Regions from separate parts of the Mus musculus genome. Here all the other regions are linked to region 1. Evidence: chromatin contacts called from public Hi-C and promoter capture Hi-C data. All regions are on one chromosome and are shown on one strand. Each heading gives the region's core, a stretch centred on a gene start, on an enhancer-like site or on the middle of the called end of the contact. The rest is flanking DNA. Distances are from core to core; before and after follow the strand shown. Region 1 holds the start of Bcl10 (B cell leukemia/lymphoma 10). Region 2 holds the start of Col24a1 (collagen, type XXIV, alpha 1). Region 3 overlaps Odf2l (outer dense fiber of sperm tails 2-like).

Region 1 (4,235 bases), core at 1,173-3,672:
TTCAGAGTATAAAGTTACCTCTATTTGTTAAAAGGAAACAAGTTCTAACAAGATGAGGGTGTGTTAAATAAACAGATGAAAACAGGAGCAGCGCTGAAGATGTACAGCCCTGGGGACCAGCAGTAGGCCTGTGCTCCCCACTAACATGGGAGGACATGGACCAAGACTCTCTATGGATGTGCAAAACCTCATGGTACCAACCCCATATCAAGCTTTCCACCATAAAAACTAATCTAATATCCAAGACAGCTCACTACTAAGAGGATATCAGGCAGGTAACACACACACTGGGGAAAAGGTGAGACTCGTGTCCCTGGCTAGATGCAGTGAGATGGCACAAGATTTTGTCACGGTACTTAGAAGAGTGCTCAATTTGTATCACTATAACCGTATCAAATTCCCATTAAATAATTAAATATTTTTGGACCATAGCTGACCCACAGGCAACAGAAGCCACAGAAAGCAAACCCTGAGACAGACAGACAGCCTCATGTAAACAACTTCCCACCATTTATCAAGACAGATAATACAGAAGGGACACCAAGCAGTTTTGGGGGAAGGATAATGAAAAGTTCAAGTTTTGAAAACATAAGAACATAGCAGGCAGTGGTGGCTCATGCCTTAATCCCAACACTTGGGAGGCAGAGGAAGGGAGTTGAGGCCAGCTAGTTCTACAGGTGAGTGCCAGGACAGTCAGAATTACAGAGAAACAAAACAACAGCCAAATGTATGAAATTATAGTTTGAGTTCTGGTAGACTTGGAAATAAAGTCCTGGAGTTGAGAAAAAAAGGAGATTCAAATAATGCGGATGAATGTTTAAGCTTGTCATAAGCAGTTTCAAAAATAATAGGGTGAATATCTAAGGAACACTATTTTTATAGACACCCTGACGCTTCTCTGTAGTCTCTCTAAGGTTATGGACATCTGACACAGGTCTAACGTGCAACTGTCAGGATGGATGACGTCAATGAACCCCGGAGCAGAAACAAAGGCCTGCAGCACTCTCCTCCCCTATCTACAGACAGGTCTTGTCTTGTTTTGCCAGCTATAAAATGAAAAGCAATTCTCTCCTTATAGGTACTTTAATGATTGTGAGAAAATTCAAAACTGTGGAACATGGGAACAGAGCTCCCAGACTTTACACTTAGGGTTTACTGTCCTCTTAAGGACTATAGTGGGTATCAAAGACCTTGTTTCAAGTAGAATGTGTAGCTTTCCATACAGCAGGTGCCCTACCAACTCCACTGAACACGGAAACTATGGCAGTTATCCTGGCCGTACCTTTCCCTCCTGGTACTTAGCTCTATCAGTTGTAATTATGGGCACAGCGCAATAAACTTTACAAGGGGTAAGTATGGTAGAAAAAGGGGTCTGAAGCACACATACATCTTCAACAACTTGAGGTTAAGTTCGTAAAGACGATTTTTCGGCAGCATTTTGGTGCTAAGTAAGAACGAGTTACCGGTTTTTAATGTGAATTCATGTATATTATCTAAGTTGTGCTCATTTGATTTTTTTTTTTTTTCTGGCAAAAGAAGTTAAAAGGAAGGAAAAAAAAAACGAAGCACGTTGTGGTTAAAGCCATTTCCTCAAATATTACTGTGTCTGTGAAGTTCTACATGGTCTAAGCAGAAGAGTCCAATTTAGTCGGGAGTATTTTCAACGTTTACCTGGGAACCAAGTCTCAGCGAGAAGTACGCACACCCCCTTCATTTAAATACGTGGGCGTCTGATTACTCGGGGAATTCCAGGGCGTGCGTTCAGCTGGCGAGCTTTCCGCAGCCCCCGATAGAGACCAGTTTCACCCATCTGCTCTACGCCCGGGGATGCCTGGTCCAAAGCCCGCTGTGGGCACACTCCGGCGGCTCCCTAGGCTAGCAGCTCCCGCGGCGGTGGCGTGGGATGGGGGATCGGCAGGATGGAAAGCCACCAGCGACGAGCGGATGGCAAGGAAACATCCAAGCCCACCGACAGGCTTAACCGCGGACTCCCGGGTCGCTGGTGGATCGTCTCCAGCCAGCTCCCGGGAAGCAGGCAGGTCGTGCTGTGCCAGGACCCCGCGCTCTTCCGACCTGAAGTTCCCCGTCGCTCAGCTCCGGGTTTCCGCTTTCCTCCGCCCGCCCGCCCCGCTGCGCCCCGCTGCGCCCAGCCCGGCGGAGCTACTCACGTCCTTCTTCACTTCAGTCAAATCCTCCTCCGTGAGGGACGGTGCGGGAGCCTCCATGGCCCAGGCCGGGATGGCGTCCTTCCGGCCCGCGCCACCCCGCCCAGACTAAGGGCTCGGGCCTCCGGGAATCAGGCTGTGACTTCGGGGGGACTAGGAACAGAAGCGGGGGAACGGCCGGCTCACGGACGAGGAGGTGGAGACCTCAACGCCCCACTTCCGGCTCCGCCCCTGGGGCCAGCGGTGCCGCGCTCAGCGTTCTTCCTAACTCAGGCACCACCCTTCGGCGAGGCGGGTCTGCCTGCAGGCCCCACCCACCTACGTGCCAGCCAATCAGTACTACCCTCGGTTACGTCTCTGCTTCCGCAGTGGCTCCGCCCACAGCGGGCGTCCCTCTAACCACGCCCCCTTGTCATTTACATAGGCTTGCGGATTGGACGCCTGAAGGATTTGTTTCCGTGGGCGGAGCACTGGCCGCTCAGTTTAGCGGGATCTCCCCGCCTTCGCAGACTCCTCGTTTGGGTGGAGTGTGGGCTGAGTCGGCCAGAGCATTTTGGTTTGCTTCTCTTTTCCAGATGTTGCGGAACAATTTCCTGTTGTGCTGAGCCAGGTTTTACAGTTGCGTGATCATACGTATATGTATACACGCACACATAACTTCCGTTTGAGGGCCTGCTCTGGGGGGCCACTGCCATTTACCACCTAGAACTAGGGAGACAGGAGCAAGGAGATCTTGAGAGCAGAAAACAAAACGACAAAACACAAAGAAAAAAAAAAAACTGTTAAAAGATTTAAAAATTACCTGCAATCCCATCAATTTAGCAGCACAGGTAGTGTTTGGGTACTTTTAAGTCTCTATTCATTAGAAGCATTTCTCCTTATTAATCTATGCAGTAGAGACAAATTTAAAAAGCTAGGGCCTCTAGGAGTATATTTAAGGTTCTGAAGCTACTTGGTACACAGTTACACTCTCTTATTGTTATCCTTTATCTCTGTTCAGTAAGTAAATTCTAGGGATGCTCTGATGGGGAAGTTGTTTATTGGAGGCCAAATGGCTATTTTCAGAACGATATTTTAACTCGTAGCCCGTGCAAAACGTGTCCTAGTGGATGAGGTGCTCCACATAGAGTCCTAGGCAGAAAATGATTATGTGGTCGATGAAGTAAATCTGCAAGTGTAGACTGAAATGTCAAGAGGACCAAAGGCAACAGGAATCTTTATCTAAAACAAAAGAACCAGTAGAGGCTTAAAGCCACATCTCTGTAGCTTTGATCAGAGTTCTGGAATCTTGGTGTTTACATTATGCCAGGTCTTTTTTTACGCTGATGTCTAGTATACTAGAGTGTTTTCCTGTGTCCTTAGTCATCCGTTGTCTTGTTATAACCCAATTTGCTTAATCATTTGCTCTTTCCTGTAGCAACCATCTGTTGAATGGCAACTACTGAACTACACCCAGATCTTCTTCTAGCAAATCAAACACCTCTGTCCTCCAGCTAGGGTGTGGTGGCACAAGCTAGCTAGCTGTGTTGGCCAACCAACTGCTTGCATCTGACCCAGCTATAAGCAGGAATAAATCATAAACTTACTTAAAACATTAGGAGGGTTTTTTCCTTTTTGCATTTTTTCCCCACATTTTGGATATGTAGGTTTTTTTTTGTTTGAACCCTGCAGATAAGAATATCCTGTCTCAAAATAAAAAACAATAGACCCAGTCATAAGTATTGTCAAAGTTCAAGGTTATTCTGGGCTACTTAGTAAATTACTGGGACAACCTGTGCTATATAGTAGGAGCCTGGCTCCAACAAACAGAAAAAACAACAATAACATCTGTTTCTTCGTGAAATTTACATTAAAGCACGTATTTGTTTGGGGGTGGAAAAGGTAGACATTTGAAAAGTTTCGTGTGTAAAGTGTTTAATATGCTAGAATCTCATAAATACTAAGAGGGAAAGCGACGCTGGGAAATGGAAAAGGTGGAGATGGAGACCACACGGAGATAAAGGATACATTTCCCACGTGCAGGAAGTGAGGGAGGAGCCGTTGGACAGAGGGAAAAAGGGAAAAAGAGCT
Region 2 (4,430 bases), core at 1,063-3,562, 630 kb after region 1:
CATCCCCTACATCAATCATCTGAACCCAATACAAACTCCAAACTGCCCAAGAACATATCCTGGGACCCTCTAGAAGGGCCTTGCAAACCATACAAGACAGGGGCCATTGACAGATCCATGTAAACACACCATAGGAAGTATTACTTGGCTATTTGAGCTGGGTGCAGTGGCTCAGAGAGCAACTTTGCAGTGGGAGTTGCCAAGAAGAGAGGACCTTGCCCTCTGAACAGAACTTGGGGGTCTTCCACAAAGCTCCAGTCCGCAGAGGATCAGGCCCTACAGGATCGTAGCAGGATATTAACCTGAAAGATGCACTTAGTCCTGTAAGATAGTACACATTCACGTCCCACCCTGCTTGGCTCTCTTGGAAGATCCATACTTTGGAATGGTTATCAAGAAAATCCGAATCAAAAGCCTGATCTGTACGAGACTCTCTGGGAAGACCACCGGGAGAGCTTCTAGGATCTGGAGACTACTAGACTCCCACCCTGTGAGGACACCACGGGTGTCCGAAGTATATTGGCTTCATTGTGTCTCCAGGTTTGTGCCTGAAGGTGCACATGGCTCTTCAGCAGGGGACATTCACACAAAGCTTGCAGAGATCAGGGCAGAAAGCACAGGAGAGATCCTACACAGGGCTGGGCAGCACATGTGCACCCAACCATTGCCACAAGGCGGGCTTTCTCCACTCACGCCTCCACCAGTGCTCAGCTGACTTGGGCAACTTGGCCCCTGTCCTCCTCCCACCTACAACTCAGCAGCCTTCCTCCCTGTATCTCAGGGATCAGATGCAAACTTGGATAACCCACTGGCCCCTATAGGGGCACCCAGGCAGGCTGCCAACGATCCGTCAAGCCCACACTTTTCCCCAGCGTAGGGATAAGGACAGGTATGGTATCTACAGGGGAAAGAGGTCTGCCTGCACGTCCTACCCTTTCATGCCTTCCAACCCTATCCTGGCTGTGAGCACTACTTCTCCACTGACAGAACGTATGTCAGGGCTAGCTACAACTCCAGATGCGAGAGTTATGTCTGTTGGTCTTCTAAAAAAACAGAGAAAGAATTAAAAGAGGTGACCCCCTCAGATCCTCCGGCTTTCTGGGCTCTGTAGATAGGCATCCTTTCTCACCACCTAAATTTAACCCCAATCCTGTGCTTGCGGAATCCACAGGATTGCTGGTGTCCTAGCAGTCATCCAGGCTGGGTGCCCCAGACAGCTGGAAGTAGGACTTCAGCCAAAACTGAAAGAGGAAAAGGGGAGGGGGTGAGAGGATAGTTGGAGTTAGAGCCCAGGCGGGTGTCAGAGCGGCTCTGCAACCGCCTGGGGCAGTGGCCGAGGGGATGTTGGGACACAGGCCAGCAAGCTTTTCCTCCTCAGCCACAGGATTGCTTTAGCATAAACTGAGACTCGCTGGCAGAAGCTTGCTTCCTTTCAAACACGGTATTTTACAAGTTGAGAAGTCAAGAGGAGGAGGATGCCACGGCAGCTCGCAGGCTCCCTACTCCAAAAGGTACCAAGGAGCACAGATCTCCAGCTCCACTGCGGATTCAGTGGGTGGTGAGAGGGGGTTTGGTCTAAAGCCCCTTCCTCCCCCCTCGGGCGGCGGGTGGGCTACTTACGTTTCTGTGGTGGGGGAGACCTTTCCATGCCTTGTCCTGTAGGCTCCTAAATGCATTTGTATGCATTTGTCCCTGCAGCAAAGCACTAACGGAAAACAGAAGCCAGCTCCGAACTGCTAAAGGTGCAGGTACTGTCCATGAAAAGGGGGAAAATCACATGAGAACCATGCTCCTACCCGCAGAACGGAGTGTAGGGTGGGGTAAGGGATGAAGCAGTATGGGGGTAGGAAGCAGCACCCAGGGAGAAAGATAGCTAGGATGCTCCCTGCCTGACTGCAGCCGGGGTCGCTCTCCCCTGGGGGGACCAGAGGTGAGAGAGACTTCACCCTGAGGCAGTTGGGAGCAGCGGCAACAGCCAGAGCTAGGTTTCCAGAGCAGCCCTGGAGTTCACTTGCGGTTCAAAGGAGACTCCGTGACTCCAGAAGAGCTCTCTGCTTTGGGCCTGGGAGGAGAAAGGCGGGGTGGGAGGTGGGGGTGGGAAGAAGGAGATGAAAGTAGGGGAGGAAGTCCTTGGGAGCAGCCTGCGCCCAAACATTTGTCAAACAAGCACACACACCCACTTGGGAAATCAAGTTGGTGCCGAGGGGGCCGGTGGCAACTGCAGGCGCTTGACTGCCGGCTGCTTCGCCTGGAAGAAGAGGAGCCTAGTAAATCCGGCTGGTGTTAAATTTCACCGCGCACTGACTTGCAATGACGTCACTAAACACGGAGCACACCTCCCCCTCTGCCCCGCAACCTTCTTCCACCCCAGAGCTGCCCCCAGCTGCCCTGGTCCACCAACCTAGCAGGGTCAGGCTGGGCTAGCTGCACCCTGAGCTCTCAAGTGACCTTTTGCCACCCCTTGAGATGTACCCACTTCCTAGCTGTAGGTGATTTGGGGTCACTCCTTCCTCTCTCTCCCTGTACCAGTGGGTTCTCATTTCATGTGTGTCTCTTGCATGCCTCTCCATCCATCAGGCTTTTTCTTTACTATCTTTCTTCACACCTGGGATCCTCCTGAGCTCAGCTAATTTTTTATTCCTTTCCCTGCTTGGGGGGGGGGGGGTCCCAGTGGTCTTAGTAATGAAGCAGACCGGCTTCCGTTGTTGTTGCCTGTCTCTTTCTCCATTAACTGCCCTTCCCATATACTATCTCTAGTGACTTTCCTGTAATTCACCTTTCCACTTAGTCCCTGGGCCTGACTCTGTTACAAGTCTAGATTCGTACTGTGCACTCATGCAAGGACCTGCTATCACACAGCCTTACAACTTACACCTCTGATTGCTGTGACAGGCTTTCAGTCTGAGTTCCTATTTTCAGTCTTTTAATACTGGAAAGTCGAGCTTATGAATTTGCTCATAATAAAAACACTAAATATTCTCATCTAATTTTTCTGACTGATGTTTGTAAATTTAGTGAGACCCACATCTATCTATTCTTTGGCTGTCTGTTATGCTTTTAGCACCTACAACCACGTGACGTGTCTACTGAGGGAGGACCGTGTGTGACAATACCCTTTCTCTACAGTTTCTACTCTCTGCATCCTCAGCTAATGGTCTTTCCATTTGCTGAGCAGGAGCCCGCCTTGGGGCAACAGTGAAGGTTAAAGTCCAACAATGCAAAAATCTGATATTACTCTCATACCATATTTTTTCTCTAGGACTGGACTTTGATCTGCCTTCCTCTTTAATTGCTAACTGTTGATTTTGCAATGATGCTTCATTGATAGAAAAGTAACAAAATATTGGCATTCTTATAGATCCTTTCTCTGTCATGCCTCAAGTTCCCTGTAGAAACTTCTCTGCAGAGTAGGTGTGTACACCCATCAATGCATTGACAGTGGATTCTGTTTCCAAGGAACAGACTATGAAAATGTAGATCAAAGTCGAACTTATAAACCTATGTGCAGAACCACAGGAGACAGAACTCAAAGCACAGTGTAACAACTGAAATGTAAGAGCATCATACAGTATCAGCACTGTCCTAGGTAGATGTACACTTCATTTATCCTCTAAATAAATCCTTTATAATAGCCATTGACTTTTATCTCCATTATACAAAGGAGGAAATTAAGTCAGGAAGAAGTTAAATCCCCTAAGATCATTACACTGATAAGACTCAAACCAGTTCAGACCGGCTTTGGATGCAGTGCAAGTTTCCAATATCCCCTTTTTTCCTTTCTTACTCATTTCTCCCTCCTTCCTCTTTTTCACAAAAGTTTTAAGACAAGGAGTTAGGAAAATCACACACAATACTCTGCCGTGGTTGCTATGAAGATGCAAGATTCTGTGTATAACAGAGGTGATGGATTTGTAACAGTTTGAACCTAATTTGAAACAATTAGTCTTAAATATAAACACTATTTTTTTTTTAGAGATGAGACCCCTTTAAGGAAGAAAACAATTACATTCATGTAATTATTTATCAATAAATGTTTATGCAAAAACATTAGGCTATCAGTAATTCTAGACAGAGTGGAGGAGGAGGCAGGGTAGAGGCAAAAGATCAGAGCTCACTGTTCACGCAGACCAGCGAGTAGGGAGTTCTAAGGTCAGTGAGAGACTGCCTCACAGGATAAGGTGAAAACTTACAGTAGAAGATAGCAGATGTTTAGCTTCTGCCTCCGTACACATATGACACATATATGCACACAAATGCACATATGCGTATGGTATGCACATGCACACACCAAGAAGATAGTATTTTAAAGTGTGCTTATGTGACTAAGGAAAGGTAGATCCTTAAGAGCTAGGCTTCAGGACAGACGGACAAAAGAGGAGTTAGTCAAGCTTGCATAATTACACTGCCGGTGGGGGATGCTATATTTGAGA
Region 3 (4,396 bases), core at 1,629-4,128, 780 kb after region 1:
CCTGAGTGCTTCTACTTCTCTGGGTTGCTTATGTTATGTTGGTTTGAAGGTACAAGTGTGAGAGCAGAGGCAGGGGCTAGTCCAAGAACACAGAGCTAAGCAGGAAGGACTGGTTCTAGGACATCAGAACCAATTCACAGACTTTTCACGAATGCAGCAGGAAAGGAGCTCTGAAGCCAAGAAGAAAAGGAGGGGCTCCAGGGAAACATCCATGCCCTCCATGTGGCCAAGGGTGACACAGCAGTGGGGGCCCTTGTCACATGGTCAGAAATGAGAGACATGGACACATTCTACTGCTGCAGGACAGAGGAAAGGACAGTCACCATTTGGGGACTCTGACCACTTTGGGACAAAGTCTGAGAGCACCTGGTACTGTCAAGATCTTATCCTAAACTCAAGGTAAATCCCTCCAGTTCTTCCCAGAGGTTAGTGGAGCTGGGAAATGTGCAGCTGGTTCACAGATGGCACCACTCCTTATTTAACTTATTCAATGATGTGTCCCTTAAAATCAACTTAAGTTGGTTTCTCAGTGCAAAGTTCAGAACACTGGAAGGTATCACAGTTTCACACTGACAGAACTAACCCTAAGTACCTTGAGGAATACAATAAATAAAAGAGAGTTAAGAGGGAAGGATTTAAAATTTGGCTTAAGACATGTCAGGTTTGGCAGGTCAGGGTTAAGTGGAGATGCCAAGTAAAGCAGACTTCAGTGGGGGAGACACGAGTCCTCAGGGTGGAGCTGCTCACTGTGCTAGCCCCATCCATCCACAAGGATTATCACAAGCCCCACTTTGTTGGTTAGGAAACTAAAGTTTAGAAAGGCAGCCTGCCCTTGGTAAGAGTACTTTGCATCAGAGCCAGTATTCAAATCAGCTGCAGGGATTCACCCTATGGTCTTTCAACATGAGATTTCAAGTTGTTTGATAAACTCATGTCTTCTTTGAGACCTTCCCATCATTCCCTTTCACGCTGGTTGAAATACCCACTTTTTCTCCATGTCTACTACAGAACCTACATGTAGGGTGACATCCCTACTACACTGAGTGCCCTAGAACTCAGGTCTAGCCTTTTCATCTTTGTCTGTGAAGAACTATGGAAGTGCCCACACGCCAAGAGGCTAGGTAAGCTGAATGCACACCTAACAGACTTAACTGGAATACAATCCTTGTGTGCACTTGTTTGTGCAACAAATATTTATCACAGAGTTGAGCTTTAGAGCTTACTGGATCCCAATCAAGACCAAAATCTTTAATTATTTATTTACTTAACCACACACACACACACACACACACACACACACACACACACACACACACACGCAGGTGTGTGGAGGGGTCACACTCTCCAGGTCCTTTACATCTCTGCCCATTCCCTCACCACATCAGCATGCATCTGGAAAAGCAGTCCTGGCTCAGTAATATCTGTGTTTTGTTCTGAGGGAAAATTAAGTAAAGAATAAAAATGGAGCTGCTCCTTCCACCCTGTCATCAGCATACAAACAATAACTGTAGGCTTGGCAATGGGAAACGACTCTGGCAAACTGATTAAAAAGTTTCTAAATAAAGGCCATCTGTACCTTTTGTCTTCCTTCTTCCAAAGCGGCTTCCAGTTGCCTGGACAGGGCTGTGTACTCTGCAGCCTTCTCTTTCAGCTCCAGGTCACTGTGCTTGAGACACTCCTCTTGGTCGGCCAGCTTCTTCTCAAGCTCTTTATTCTCTGCATCCATCTGCTCTAGTTTCCTTTATATCACATACACACATATACATGTACATACATAGATATATATACACATACATGCATATATCACATACACACATATACATGTACACACATATACATGTACACACATATACACGTACATGCATATATCACATACACACATAGACATATACACACTTATATCACATACACACATATACATACATGTATATACATATACATACACACACACACATATATATACATATCTCACACATACACAGAGATTACAGTGTATGAGGAAATGTAACATGAGTTTGAAGTCAGCCTGACACTTACTCTTTAAGGTTCTCACACTTTAACTGAATGAGATGATTTTCTTCCTCAAGAGAAAGCTTGGTCAGAAGGCTTTGGTTTCCATCAACCTAAGTGGAATTTTCAAAGAAAGAAAAGAAAAAGACAGGTTTTTTCAGTTATTTTCTTCATCAACTTCCAAGGAAATTACGTATTTTATTTAGAAGTATAAGAAACAAGAAGATATGAATACACAGAAAGACACCAAGCCATGTTTACAATGCTAATCTACAAGTTCTCCAGATCCTCACAGAGTTTTAAAAGCTGATGTTGTTTATGTTAGAAAATGAAGTACATTTTTTCCTGGGTGATGGTAATTAAAATACTCTGAACAGGGTTCTAATGAAAAGGAACATTTAGCTTGTCAGGGACTAGGGATGTGGCTCAGCTGGCAACAACTTTCCCAGCATGTACAAACCCAGCACTACAGAAAGCTTGTGCTGCAATCCTGGCTCAGGAAGTAGAGGAAAGAGGACTAGAAATTCAAGTCTATCCTCAGACTGAGGCCAGTCCAGGCTACATGAAACCCTGCCTCCAAAACAAAACCCCAACAAGAACAAGACAAAACTTAAAAAATGTGTGTGTGAAAAATTTCAACATTGTTCATTAGACAGTTAATCTGTTATGTTTCCCATGTTAATTGATATGTTTCTCATATCAACAATGCTCCACTTAAAATACTGATAGAGAACTACCTGTGACAATGCTGAGTCAAAGTCAAAGACAAAGTTGCTCAGGTCAGAACAGACCATTCTTCCCACTGCTTCACAGTCTGATTCAAAGAGTTTAAGTAGCTTTAATAAGAAGAATATTTCTCTTCAGGCCTAGAGAGATAGCTCAGCAGTTGTGAGCACCGGCTTCTCTTCCAGAGGACCCAGGTTATATTCCCCACACCCACACGGTAGCTCAGACTATGATGTCCTCTTCTGGCCACTTTGGGCACTACATGCATGTGGTGCACAGAAATGCAGGCAAAACACACACACACATAGCATAAAAAATAACTTTTCTTATTCTTATTAAAGTAGCATTGTTTTTTTCTAGTAGAATTTCTTCTTGGAATTTTGCTTTGTGTCTTTTAAAAGCTAAATAAGTTTCTTTTGAAAGGCACAAAGTGAATTCTTCCTGGAGATGTCTTACAAGTAAGGAAACAGACTGGCCTGCAGACTCAGACACGCTTCCAACAAACCACCAAGTAGCCCTAACGCAGGTACAAAGTGTGCGCGCTCTGTGACACGCACCGAGGGAGGAGGAGGGAGATGTATGGTGACAAGGTCACACAGTCCTATGCGGATGGACTGATAGGTATTAAGTGAAAGAATAGAATTACCCCAATAAGTGTGATGCACAATTCTAATTAAAATGCATTCTGATTTTTGCAAGGTAAATTATTATTTGTCTTATGCTGATGTCAAGAAACAGATAGGCAAGCCCGGCTTGGCCCTCCTCTCATTACATCACCACACTATGTCCTCCAAGTCCAAATGCAGATGCATATAAATCACCCATATCAGCCATCTTTATGACCAGTGTCACCAGGAAATACTAAAGATAAACAGCCGAGTATCTGCATGAAATACTGCATCAGCGATATAGATGACACGCGTGCCGTCAACTGCTGAAATGACGTCGTCAAATGTTTCTTTAACACATCTTCCAAGACTCAGAGCTGATGGACACCTGGCCTTGAAGCTCCCTAATGGTGAGCGCCTGCTCTGCACACTTCTCCTTGCAGCGCTGCAGCTTCTCCTGACACTCCTGAAGTCTCTGTTCGGCTGACGTGAAGGAGCTGCGGGCTTGCTCTACCTGCTTCAGATTCGACTCCACCTGGCCTCTCATCTGAGGTGTGGCATTAGGGGAAATAAATTCAAGGTCACAAATTTGGCAGGAATAGTCTTACTATCTTAAGGACAAGACAAGCTTGTTATTAATCAGTACCTTACAAGTGCTAATTTACATGAGACGTATTAAGTAAAATTAATTAGTTTTCAGATAGGCTGTCAGGCAAATAAGTATAGCACTATCAGCCTACATCAGCACATGTGACTAAGGAATGGGTGTGCTTCCATCCCACTGGTCTGCCCTCAGCTCTGCAGTAACTGTCATTTCACTGCCCTTTCTGTGTGTGTGGGGGGGGGGTCGCGGGGGGGGGGGGGCTGAGCACTGCTTCAGGACAGCTACTGCACGTCCTCAGATGACTGCATCTGGTCACTGCTGTCATGGTGAGTAGCCACAATACTCCCCTCACCCCCTGCCCTTCTTACTGTGACACTTCCATAATCACGGAGAAGAGAGTGCCGTAGTAATAACGCCTAAGGAACGCAGCATTGCTCTCTGTAACTGT

Evidence for each region. Promoter capture Hi-C pulls out the DNA fragments that hold promoters and counts their contacts. A called contact is a pair of places that touch in the nucleus more often than the background predicts.
Region 2: a contact with region 1 is called in a Hi-C map of nephron progenitors, with 6 times the contacts expected there. The contact joins the promoter of Col24a1 here to the promoter of Bcl10 in region 1. A contact is called at or near these places in 5 of 39 promoter capture datasets (the 3T3-L1 cell line, cranial neural crest, maxillary cranial neural crest and 1 more), 2 of 484 Hi-C or Micro-C datasets (cortical neurons and nephron progenitors) and 2 of 115 datasets of contacts at active chromatin or transcription factors (embryonic forebrain and embryonic stem cells).
Region 3: a contact with region 1 is called in a promoter capture Hi-C map of 3T3-L1-derived adipocytes, with 5 times the contacts expected there. The contact joins the enhancer-like site here to the promoter of Bcl10 in region 1. A contact is called at or near these places in 7 of 39 promoter capture datasets (the 3T3-L1 cell line, 3T3-L1-derived adipocytes, cranial neural crest and 4 more), 1 of 484 Hi-C or Micro-C datasets (3T3-L1-derived adipocytes), 4 of 115 datasets of contacts at active chromatin or transcription factors (embryonic limb bud, epiblast stem cells, forebrain and 1 more) and 1 of 9 other capture datasets (liver).

Annotation. Positions count from the first base shown.
Region 1 is chr3:145,922,449-145,926,683 of GRCm38.p6, reverse strand. Bcl10 (B cell leukemia/lymphoma 10) reads right to left here and starts at 2,422. Exons shown (of 3, transcript NM_009740.2): 1 at 2,169-2,422. The coding sequence starts at 2,225.
Region 2 is chr3:145,290,354-145,294,783 of GRCm38.p6, reverse strand. Col24a1 (collagen, type XXIV, alpha 1) reads right to left here and starts at 2,312. Exons shown (of 60, transcript NM_027770.3): 1 at 1,621-2,312. The coding sequence starts at 1,676.
Region 3 is chr3:145,146,258-145,150,653 of GRCm38.p6, reverse strand. Odf2l (outer dense fiber of sperm tails 2-like) reads right to left here. Exons shown (of 17, transcript NM_001162538.1): 13 at 3,733-3,891; 14 at 2,038-2,123; 15 at 1,577-1,739. Among named protein-coding and RNA genes, the nearest start is that of Odf2l, 30 kb to the right of the region's middle. Within about 2 kb of position 2,878, at least 2 of the 459 cell types and tissues checked have an H3K27ac peak or open chromatin away from gene starts, as enhancers often do. A contact at or near this core is called in 3T3-L1-derived adipocytes, where this site is marked.